Linked DNA regions of Mus musculus: region 1 is linked to region 2. Evidence: chromatin contacts called from public Hi-C data. All regions are on one chromosome and are shown on one strand. Each heading gives the region's core, a stretch centred on a gene start, on an enhancer-like site or on the middle of the called end of the contact. The rest is flanking DNA. Distances are from core to core; before and after follow the strand shown. Region 1 overlaps Atxn7l1 (ataxin 7-like 1). Region 2 overlaps Nampt (nicotinamide phosphoribosyltransferase).

What was found. Hi-C and Micro-C count contacts between places; a contact is called where the count stands out from the background.
Region 1: a Hi-C map of cortical neurons shows a contact between it and region 2, with 2.1 times the contacts expected there. The contact joins two enhancer-like sites.

Annotation. Positions count from the first base shown.
Region 1 is chr12:33,342,727-33,348,011 of GRCm38.p6, forward strand. Atxn7l1 (ataxin 7-like 1) reads left to right here. Exons shown (of 11, transcript NM_001374022.1): 6 at 2,164-2,246; 7 at 3,112-3,362. Among named protein-coding and RNA genes, the nearest start is that of Atxn7l1os2, 49 kb to the right of the region's middle. Within about 2 kb of position 2,550, at least 57 of the 459 cell types and tissues checked have an H3K27ac peak or open chromatin away from gene starts, as enhancers often do. A contact at or near this core is called in cortical neurons, where this site is marked.
Region 2 is chr12:32,824,320-32,829,756 of GRCm38.p6, forward strand. The region is part of intron 1 of Nampt (nicotinamide phosphoribosyltransferase); the gene reads left to right. Gdap10 (ganglioside-induced differentiation-associated-protein 10) reads left to right here. Exons shown (of 1, transcript NR_045032.2): 1 at 1-2,600. Among named protein-coding and RNA genes, the nearest start is that of Gdap10, 2.9 kb to the left of the region's middle. Within about 2 kb of position 3,987, at least 53 of the 459 cell types and tissues checked have an H3K27ac peak or open chromatin away from gene starts, as enhancers often do. A contact at or near this core is called in cortical neurons, where this site is marked.

The sequences.
Region 1 (5,285 bases), core at 1,300-3,799, 520 kb after region 2:
CTCTCAGGTCCCTGCTCAGCCCCCTGGACAGACACATGACCACTCAGAGGTGACAGTTGCTGTCTCAAAGGAGGATGTTTGCTTCGGGTCTGTTGTAGAACTAAACCTGGCTTTTTCTGCTTTCTCCAAATGACCAGAAGCTATGAGTTTCATATGGGTTCTAGGTAATGGTAGCTAGGAAGAACAGAGAAAGCCATCCTTGAGAGAGAAAGGGGGGGGATTTATCTTTTGCTTCAGGCATGGTTTGTAAGCACCCATGGTGTGAGTAATTTTTTTTTATTCTACTTCATATTTAATTGGATTTTTGCCTTATATTTGTATTTAAAAATTATATTTAAAAGTACTTGGGCCTACCCAAAAGCATTTAAACGAAACAGCCCCACACCTCTCTCCATGGCCTGTACGTCCACAATGGCAGTAAAGGGAGAACGTGATGAGGCTTCATGTTATGGAATATGTCCATCCCAGGGTGTGTAGGGGGGAGGGGGTCAGCCTGGAGTGTGTCCATCCCAGGGTGTGTAGGGAGGAGGGGGTCAGCCTGGGAAGTGCACAGAGGCTGTGAGTTCGCTGCAATAATAATACCGTGGCTTCTTCCAGCCTATACCTTAAACTGAAGTGTGGTGGGGGGGGGAATTTGTGTTTTGTGGGTTATCTTGTCTCAATGGGTCCTTTGCTGGTTTCTACCTCTCTCACACCTTCAACAGCCAACTCCTGCCCCTAGTCAAAACCCCATTCAGTTCCAACCTGAGGGGCTGGCGAGTGTCTGGGCACAGGCCTAACTCCAGTAGACCCAACTGAAAGACCTCAACCGCAGGCCTGACACCCACTCACTCACTGCCTGCTGGACAGAACTCTCTGCGGAGGAAGGAAGGGGGCATTTTGATGGCCCTGGTGGGAGGACAGCTTGTACACAGCATCCCAGCTTCCTTTGCAACATCCTCCTGATCCCCCAGACTTGAATGTAGAACATTTATTTATTATGCTTTGAGTTTACACCAGCAAATGCTGACAGTTTCTGGCCTAGGAACTCTCTTCAGTTTGCTGCCGTCAAGGCCCTTACAGACACCTCACATTTCTAGAGACCTGGCACCCTTCCTAATCACCCCCTCTTCACCATTAAACATTGCCACCCTTCATGCCCAGAGAGCTGTGGGAATATCTGCTCTGCAGGACTCAGGTGTCTGCTGGTGCCTACCAGAGACAGCACTGAGCTTCAGAAGCCCGGGGCTCCCTGAAAGGTTGCCACACATTCCCGTACTGTGCAGGTGTGGTTAAGCATTTTGAGTAATTCCCAAAGAGATGAAGAGGCTGGAGGCATCAGAAGGACAGTTAGCAGTCACTTCCCTGGAAGCAATCAACACTCAGGCAGTGAGGAGGAAGTGGAGAAAGCTCTCCTTCCCTCAGTCATCCTTCATCTCCCAAGCCAGTGTGTCCTGTCTGATCCTCCTGTGGAGCGTCTGGACCGGGGCTACAGGCAAAGTGAGGTGTAAGGTTAGCAGCCTGTGTTCCTTGTGCCTTCAAGTTCAGCCCCACAGAGGAGTACAGCCACGCTTTTTCCTGCCCCTGCCGGAGGCACTGCCAATTCCAGGTCAGGGAAATGACTTATCTATGAGGCTGCGTGGAAAGCCTTCACCAAGGGCTTCGTAAAGCATAGGAAAGGCCACCCTGACAAGTCAGTGAACATGCTCCCACTTAAATGGATAAACCAGGAAGGCAGAGGTGGGGCTGGGGACATGAATGGATTTCTCCAGGCAGCCGTCAAAGAAAGCAGGCATCCTTAGGACTCCAGTGGCGCTTTCTGCTCTGCAGCCACTATGCCCAGAGCACCAAGGACCTGTGGGACTATTTTAAATAAAATAAAGTATTTGCAAACTGCATGGTCCTACTGTCCTGCCCTCTGCTCTCACCCTGTCCCCTATGCCGCCCTGAATCAGACTCAGAAAGTCTGGGTTCAGAGTGCAGCATTGATTTCCCCGAGTGGTTCTCGAAACATTTTAGCAGCTGGTTGGGGGAAGAGAAAAAGAAGAAGAAGAAAAAAAAAATCGCCTGACAACGTCACACTTGTTGGTGGATATGTGCATTTAAAAAAAAAATGTAGTCTTAATGCCAAATCCTATTTAGTCTCCTTTTTTTTCTTACATTTTTGTTTGTTTCTTAAACCAGAGAGAGAATTTGACCCAAATAAACACTGTGGAGTATTGGATCCCGAGACAAAGAAACCTTGCACAAGATCCCTCACCTGCAAGGTATTTCTCTTTCCATAAAAAAATACTTCCTGCTCTTGCTGGGGCCTTTGTCGAAATGTTTGCATGCCACTCTCTGCACACGGCAGGGTGTGGAACCTCGACATGACCTCCAGCTGTTCTTTGTAAGGGAAATGGCTTTCTTCTCTGTCCACGGTAGCATAGTGCCTGCCTCAATCTGTCTGGCTTTTTAAGGGGAAGAGAGAGAGAGGGAAAAAAAAACACCCTAGGCTTCCCGTGTTACTTGGGAGGCCAGACAGTAAATTGTATTTATAGGCACTCACAGGCGGTTCTAAAGCCTGCTACGTTTTAATGTATGCAGGAGCGGCGGCGGCGGCGGCAGCGCCCAGAAAGGCAGCCCGGAGGGGAGGATGAGATACTGCGCTCTGATCTAGCTACTCGGGGTGACCAGGGGACAGGCGGACCCCAGGCCACCGCTACGGGGTAGCCTCAAGCCCCAGGTTTCCTCCTGTCCTTCTAGTGCCTCTTTGGACCCAGGCTCTGCCCTCTCTGCCTGGTGGCCCTGAATGCATGGGCCAACTGGAGCCTCCTACCCACATCTGGATTGACTTTAGCTTTCCCTCGCGGGTGACTTTCATCCGAGGCTGTCCTGGGTTCTGCACAGAAGCTATCTCATGCCATTTGTCTGGAGGAAGCCTTGGCTTCTTGACACCTGGAGTGTAGGGCATGGTTGCATTCGAGCGGTCTCTGCCTCTTCCCAGCCTCAGAACAGGAGCTGTTGTCTTGAAGTTGACTTTTTCAAGCACCTTTAAATGCCTATGGTTGCAATTTCGGAAATGCAGGCCGTGGGGAAGCAGGTGTATGTGCTGATCAAAGAGGCTGTGCTGCTCATGTCTCTTCTCCTTAGACACACTCGCTGAGCCATCGGAGAGCAGTCCCAGGCCGGAAAAAGCAATTTGACCTCCTCCTGGCGGAGCACAAAGCCAAGTCCCGGGAGAAAGAAGTGAAAGAGCACCTTCTGACTTCCGCTAGGGAGATACTTCCGAACCCTCCTGGACCCTCGCCTGATGCTCCGCAAGCATCTTCCGGGAGCACGGTGGCAGAGCCGAAAGTAGCATCCCCACCAAAATCCAGGCCACTCAACTCTGTACTTCCCAGGTAAGTCGGCATGGGCCTCGAAGCAGCCCCAGCCCCCCTCAGTCCAGGCCCTCTTCCTTGCCAGCTGTTTTGTGTGTGGCCTGCCGGTTCTTTGAGGAGATATTTTACCCCAACCTTCTAAGGCTCTGTGAAGTTTAAATACGATCCTGCGCCTAAGGGGCTCAGCCCCGATGCCTGCCACATGGTGTAGTCGTCAGCCTTCCTAGCAGACCTTTTTATCAGACTGTGTGTTTTTACAGAGCCAGAGTGGGCTGGAAATAAACGCTGGAAGATTGGCACTTCAACCACCAGGCGACTTCCAGGCTGCCTGCGTTTTATGTTATTTGGAGACTCCTGGGGCAGAAAGGGAAAGCCTGGGTAGATAAGTAGTTAGAATATCTTATAAGCTCCCGGGGACCTCTTGTCACTTGTCACATGGTCTTATGACTTATTTCCACCACTTCCCTATGGTCAGGATGAAGGGCACGCTGGTGCTGTTGACGGCAACCCACCTGTTTGGGGTTTTATTTGGTTGCACTGAATGCGAAGGAAAAAAACCACGAAACAGAATTACAATCCATTTGGATTAAAAAAAAAAAAAACACTTTAAGATCTGTGAATGTTTGTTTTGGTGGGCAGGAGACCAATTTCCAGGTAACAGGAGTTGAACAAACCATACGCATACCAAAGTGTTATGAAGGGCTTGCTCCAGATGCAAGGCGCTGTCAGGCAAGGGCAGAGGAAAAAATGCAACCGGCCTCTGCTTTCCAAAAATCTAGAGTTCGGAAACCAGAGAAGATTCAAATGTCCATACTCGGCATATTAAGGAGATAATAAAATCCAGCAAGTATAAATATTGGTATTATCTGATTTTTTTTTTTAATGCATGGATGGGTCCCAGAGGGTCATTGTTCAACCAGCAAACCAGCTTTGAGAGACTATCTATAGAAAAGAGCAGGGAGTTGTTGGCTTTTAAAGCAAAAGTCTGTTTGGTAGCAGTTGCTCATGATCCTCTACCTGTTGCAGTTTGAGGCAAAGTGGTTCCAGTCCCACAGCAGAATCCAGCTGTGGTTAGAGTCAAGTTCAGCCTCAGGCGCTCAGGAGCAGAGAGCCATACCTGTTAGTATAAGGTCCTGGGATAACGGCCACCGTCACACCTTTCCATCCCTGTAGGCACGTGTGCTGTTGCAACCCACCTTTCCATCGCTGGACACATGTGTGTTGTTGCAACCCCCTTTTTTGCAAGAGCATTTTATAATTACTTCTCACTGTCATGCCAGCTATTGGCCAAAGGTGCCACCCTTGTTTTAGAGTCGAGAAGACAATTCCATTCCAAACTTCTGGACTTCAGTATTAATAGGCAGTAGCCCCCCATTCTCCAAGACCCTTTTTAGATGCTTGAAATTCAGGTAAAACCAGCCCTTGTATATACTGTGTTTTCTCCTATACGTTTTCCTATGATAAAATTTAATTTATAAATTGGGGCACAGTAACTAATAATAAAATAGAACAATTGTAAAAATACATTGTAACAAAATTATCGGCCTTACTTATCTTGCACTTTGGGACCATAATTATATAAAACAAAAGTTACTAAATTTCACATACTGCTATACTGTTGCAGTTGGTCTGAAAGTGGCTACTAAGGGACTGATAGAGTCAACACGTGGATACATCGACAACAGTGATTGGTATCCTGGAGGGGACATAGGGGGACTGCTCAGCATTTCATCACACTACTCAGAACTTCAAACGTATGAGCTGCCTATGTATATAGTTTTCCATTTAATAACCTTAGTCCTCACTTGACCATGAGTAACTGGAAAAGAACAATCAGGGGTAAGGGCAGACTGTGTGGAGTGGCTTTCAAATCCTTCGTAGATACTGGACACTTTTCTTCCATTACCACAGTACCTGATACTGGCAGACTGACCTCTACCTAAA
Region 2 (5,437 bases), core at 2,737-5,236:
CTTACCAGTTAAAAATACAAGTGTAACTGAAGAAGTGGGCAAGTGAGTACCAGTTGCCTTTGGTGATATGATATCAGTTTATGAGGAAAGATCTTGAGAAAGTATCTCAGGTCAACCTATGGAATACCTTAAAGGAGCAACTAGAGAAAATTACACCTAATTTCCTGTCTTAGTCAGAGTTCAGTTGCTGTGAAGAGACTCTGTGACTGTGGCAACTCTCCGAAAACATTTAATTGGGGTAGCTTACAGTTCAGAGATTCAGTCCATTATCATGGTGGGAAGCATGGCAGCCTGCAGGCCGACTTGGTGCTGGAAGAGCTAGGCTTGATTCAAAGGCCGAAGAAGGAGAATTGGGTGGCCTGCACCCACAGTGAACACATTTCCTCCACTAAGACCTCACCTACTCCAACAAGGTTACGCTTCCTAATAGTCCCGCTCCGGCTGACCAGGCATTTAAATGAGCCTTAGGGGGCCATTCTTATTCAAACCAGCACATTCCCCTGTAGGATTCTGCTTACATTAAGTGTGCCTTTATCCTCAGGCCCCACTGTTCTAGTGGCGCAAGGGTAGAAACACTTGGGGATGGAGTGTAGTCATGTAGTTGCTTGGCTAACAGCCTAACAGCCTGCTTTGGAGAAAGCTCCCTGTGTTAAAACATGGAACTAGAACCTCTTTATTCTAGACATCGAAAGTTATTGTCTAGCACCTAATCTTTTAGAAGCGTGTAGGAACTTCTTTTTTTCCTAGCTAAAAAAGAAAACTAACAATAGATATGTTGCCTCCATGCATGTCTGTGTGCCACATGTGTCCCAGGTCCCTCTAAATTCCTTGGACCTGGATCGACAGAGAGTTGTGGGCTCCCAGGTGGGTGCTGGGAACTGAAGTCCAGTTCTTAATCGCTGAGCCATCTCTCCAGGCCCTGAGACAGCTCACCTTTTCATCAGAAAAGCAGGTGCAGTGAAGGTCTGTTAAAGGCTATATTCACAGGCTCCTGTGTTCCTCACAGAGCTGTTAGCCACCGAGGACCCTGCCAGTTCAAGGAACGATTACTAGTAAGGTTGCCTGGGAATGTGAAGAATTTTCTATTTCTCATAGAATCATTTTATCTAGCAATAGAAATTAAGGCAGTGGACAAATTAACAGGAGTCAAGATCTTCCTTTTCATACACTTAACTGAGCACACGAAACTGATTTAGTGTTGCTTCATGTTGAAGACTGGGCTCTTGATCTTCCCACTTATCCCTCCCATAGTCTTCATTGACTCAATAAACGAACCCTTTATTTGAAAAGAAGCTGAAGTAGGGTTTGAAACATACCTGTGGTTGGTCTGTTACTCACTAGGTAGCCCAGGCTGGCCTTCCAGCTCAAGGTAACCTTCCTGCCTTCCCTGAGTGCTGGCATTTCAGGTGTGTGCCACTACTCCTGGTAAATGGCACCATTGTTAACCCAGTTGCTCAACCAAACTCTAGGAGGTATCCGTGATGTCTCTTTGCTCTCCACATCCAGCTCTAACCCTTCTTTACCTCCAGAAACACTGGGTAGGTCTTTTCCTTATCTGACTTGTGGGCGGTAACTTCTGAATTCCTGACTCTGCTTTGAGCATCCAGTAATCCATGTTTCTCTTTCTGTCTGCAGGACTGATTGTTTTATGCTGGTGTGTGTGTGTGTGTGTGTGTGTGTGTGTGTGTGTGTGTGTGTGTGTGTGAGAGAGAGAGAGAGAGACAGACAGACAGACAGACAGACAGACTTTCAGCTGTGCCATCTATCTTCCCCCAACCCCAGACTGGGAAATTGTGAGGAGGGCTAGGAGTTGTAGCTCAGTGTTAGAGCATGTTCTTACCATATGTAAGAGCCTAGATTCAATTTTCAGCATTAAAAAAAATTCGAATCAGGTTACAGTTACCCTGGCTTAAGACATAGAGGCTTCCATTGCAGTTAATACACAATGGGAGCTCCTTCTCAACCCCTGTGCCTGTGCCTGCGTCTGATCTCTTACCTACAGTTCCAAGGACCAGCAACACAGGCCGTTGTTCTGTACTGTCCCTTAGGCCGAAGAGTTTCCTGTCTTGTCATTGTCTTGTCATTTGAGTCTTGTTCACATGTCATCACCTTGGAGAAATTTCCCTAGGTCCCTTCTGTTCTCTCCTCAACTTTTCATAGCATCCGTCTTAATCTGTAGTTGCTTGGTCTGAGTATTGTTTTTCTCTGATTAGCACTGTGAGAACCAGGACTATGTCAGCCTGTTTTCCTCCCTTGGTGTCTGAAACCGTAAGGCCTGGCACGTAGAACAAACAGGTTGTGAGCTTGTGAATGAACTGACTAGTTAAGGATGAAGCTCACTCACCACTTTAGCTGGAAGTAACGAGGGCAGCAAACTAGTAAGCTAGACCTGTTGACTGTACTCTTGGAGTAATCACTCGGAAACTGCGTAGTACCCGTTAGCCATTGTGTATTCCCATATAACTAGATCTAATCATCCCTGTATTATCCTAATAACAGCATGTTGTGTTCATAGGTTAACAGTTCTCTTTCATGGTTAATTACCTGTCAATTTGCAGACATTTTAAATTCTTAACCTGTTTTCTCTAAAAAAAAAAAAATTTAATTTCTCTTAAGATTGTAAAATATGAGTCGTTTTACTTCAGCCTATGCAACTTTGAAATAATGGCATCTTCCTTAAACATAGGCCACATTCTGTATATTTAGGCAAAAGTGGGTTGTAAAGCACTATAAAAAAGTATCCTAAACAAAGCTTTAAAAATTGAGGCTGTAGACATGGCTCAGCGGTTAAGAGCACTAACTGGCTGCTCTTTTAACGGAGTTAAGTTCCTAGCATCCACGTGGTGACTCAACCCTCTGGTCTGATGCCCTCTTCTGGCCTCCCCAGGCACTGCATGAATGTGGTAACACTCATACACATAAAATAAATAAATGATCTTTTAAAAAAAAAGAAGAAGAAGGGCATTAGTTGTTTTATAGAAGTGTAGCTATGATGGTAAGTTTTATTATACTTTTAGACCCTGGTAGAGCTAAATGACTCAGATATTTCCATTCAACTTTTGTCTCTTTTGACTTAGCCTCGTATATTTTTATGTATGTGGTATGTGTGTGCGTGTTTGCATGCTTCTTGGATATTCTGTTTGTACAGACGTGGTGTATGAACATGTGTGGCAGCCAGAGATTAATGTCTGGTATCTTCCTCAGTTGTTCTCCAAAATAACATTGAAGCGGGGTCTCCCTTGAACTCAGAGCTCAACAGTTCAGTTAGCCCAGCCAGCCAGTTTGTTCTGGGGACCCTGTCGGCACCTCCCAGTGATGGGATTGCAGTCGGGCCACCACTTGCATTTCTGTAAGTGCCAGGCATCCAAATGGTCCTCATGCCTATACAGCAAGTGTTTCCCCACTGACACATCCCTCAGCCTGCCTTACAAATTATAACATCCCATAGGAGCTAGATACACTGCTAAGTAGTATATGGACTACTAAACTCCGGTCAGGGCAGATGCCGTGAGATACTGCTATGACACTGAGTATTATAAAGCATGGTCGGTGTGGTCCAGACCTTTATTTCATTTTCCCTTTTCTTCTACTTCAGCTCCGAGTTACAAGGTTGTAGCTTGGAAGATATTGTGGTTACAAATATCTCGGGTATATTTTAAGTGTGGGTCATCTTTTCCCCAGTAAGCTTAACTATTAACTGAAATGTCATTTATAAATACACTTACCTTGGGCTGTTTGTTTGTTTGTTAGGCTGGCTGGTTGTTGGTTTGCCTGGCTGTAGATTAATGAATGGGTTTAATTACTGTGGTTCTGTTGTAGCTTTCTCCCTTAGTTTTTGTAGCTTTCCTTAAACTGACAGTGGTATCAGGCCACAGGCTCCTGTGCCTTTTATTATGGTTTTCTGCTGTGTCTAAACAGAATGGAACTGTAGGACCCAGGCTCTGAAAGTCCGACTTCTGTAGAGATTTGCCCCCACACAGCTTTGTCTGTGTGCAGCAGAAGGGAGCTGCCAGCCTGCCTCGCTGGGAGGAAGCACAGAGGGTGGTTGTTCGGAAATAACAGTGGAAATGCATTTATTTCAGAGGGCTAATGCTGAGCTACGAAGATTCTTTAGGATAGAGTCGAGCTTCACTGAGAATGAGGCTGTGCAGCCAAAGAAACACTGGCTTTCCTGAACCTGAAATCAAAGCTCTGCAGGAAATTCGGTATCAGCTGTGCTCACCCGTGAAGCTTGGTCCGCCATGGCTGTGACTTACCCTTGTACCTTAAATTCTAAAGTTCCTCTTTCTGTTCTTACCCCTGTGCAAACACACACTTCTCTAGTTGTTTGACAGTAACTTTGTACATTTTCAAATAAATGGCTTATTTAATACAATTAATTGCCTTAGTATGACAAAAACACTATAAAACAAAATTAAAAGTCTAGTGAGTAACTTTTCTTCAAATGGAAGTTAAGTTTTTAACAGTGGCCTTTACCAAATCCATAGAATAAAAGCTGTTAGAAGACTTTCATGTTTTTAAACCTATAACAGTTAAGATCATATAGAAACTTATAGTTAAAAAGCAATGTGAGAAACAACAAAATGGGAGGTTTTGGTTTTGTTTTTAGACGTTTTACTACATTTTATGTTTATGTATGTATAGGGACACGTGTGCCTAGGTGCGCATGTGGAGGTCAGAGAATGACCTGCAGGGATCTCTTCTACCACATGTGTTCCAGGGATGGAACTTAGGTTGTCAGGATTGTTAACAGCAAGTACCTTTATGTACTGAGCTGTCTCGACAACTCCTAAAACAAGCTTTGTATTTGCTTTTCATTATTTTGCTGCTGCTGCTGCTGCTGTTGCTTTAATCCAGGTTTCTGTAGAACAAAATTGTGGCAGTCAAGAACATCCTTGGTGCCTCATAGTTGCAGAAAGAGGTGGGTCACGAGGAGACACTGACTTGACACATAGTATTGGTATAGGTTGGATGTTTTAGATCCAAAACTCAAACATCTTGAGTAGGATGTCCAGGGTCAAGATTCAAAACTTGACCTCATAAAACAAGTCACAGTCAAAATATGGAGGCCAGGAAGATAGCCCAGTCAGTCAAGTGCTCGATGTACAAGCCTGAGACCCGGAGTTTGATCTCTTAATACCTGACATGAAAAGCAAGGCATGTTGGCACCTGCTTACAGTGCCAGTGCTGGCAAAGCAGAGAAAGGGGAGGGCCCCTGAGCTTGCTGGCCAGCTGGTGCAGCAGAATCGATGAGCTCCAGGTTTGATGAGAGGTACTGTCTTAGAAGGGAAGCAGTGAATGCCTGAGGAAGACCCGAAGTCACCTCTGGCCTCCACACACCTGCATGCACATGTGCACACACACCACACAAACATGCACACAGAAATGATAAAAGCATTTTTCATGTAGGCAGGTCTTACCCCCAAATACAAGTACA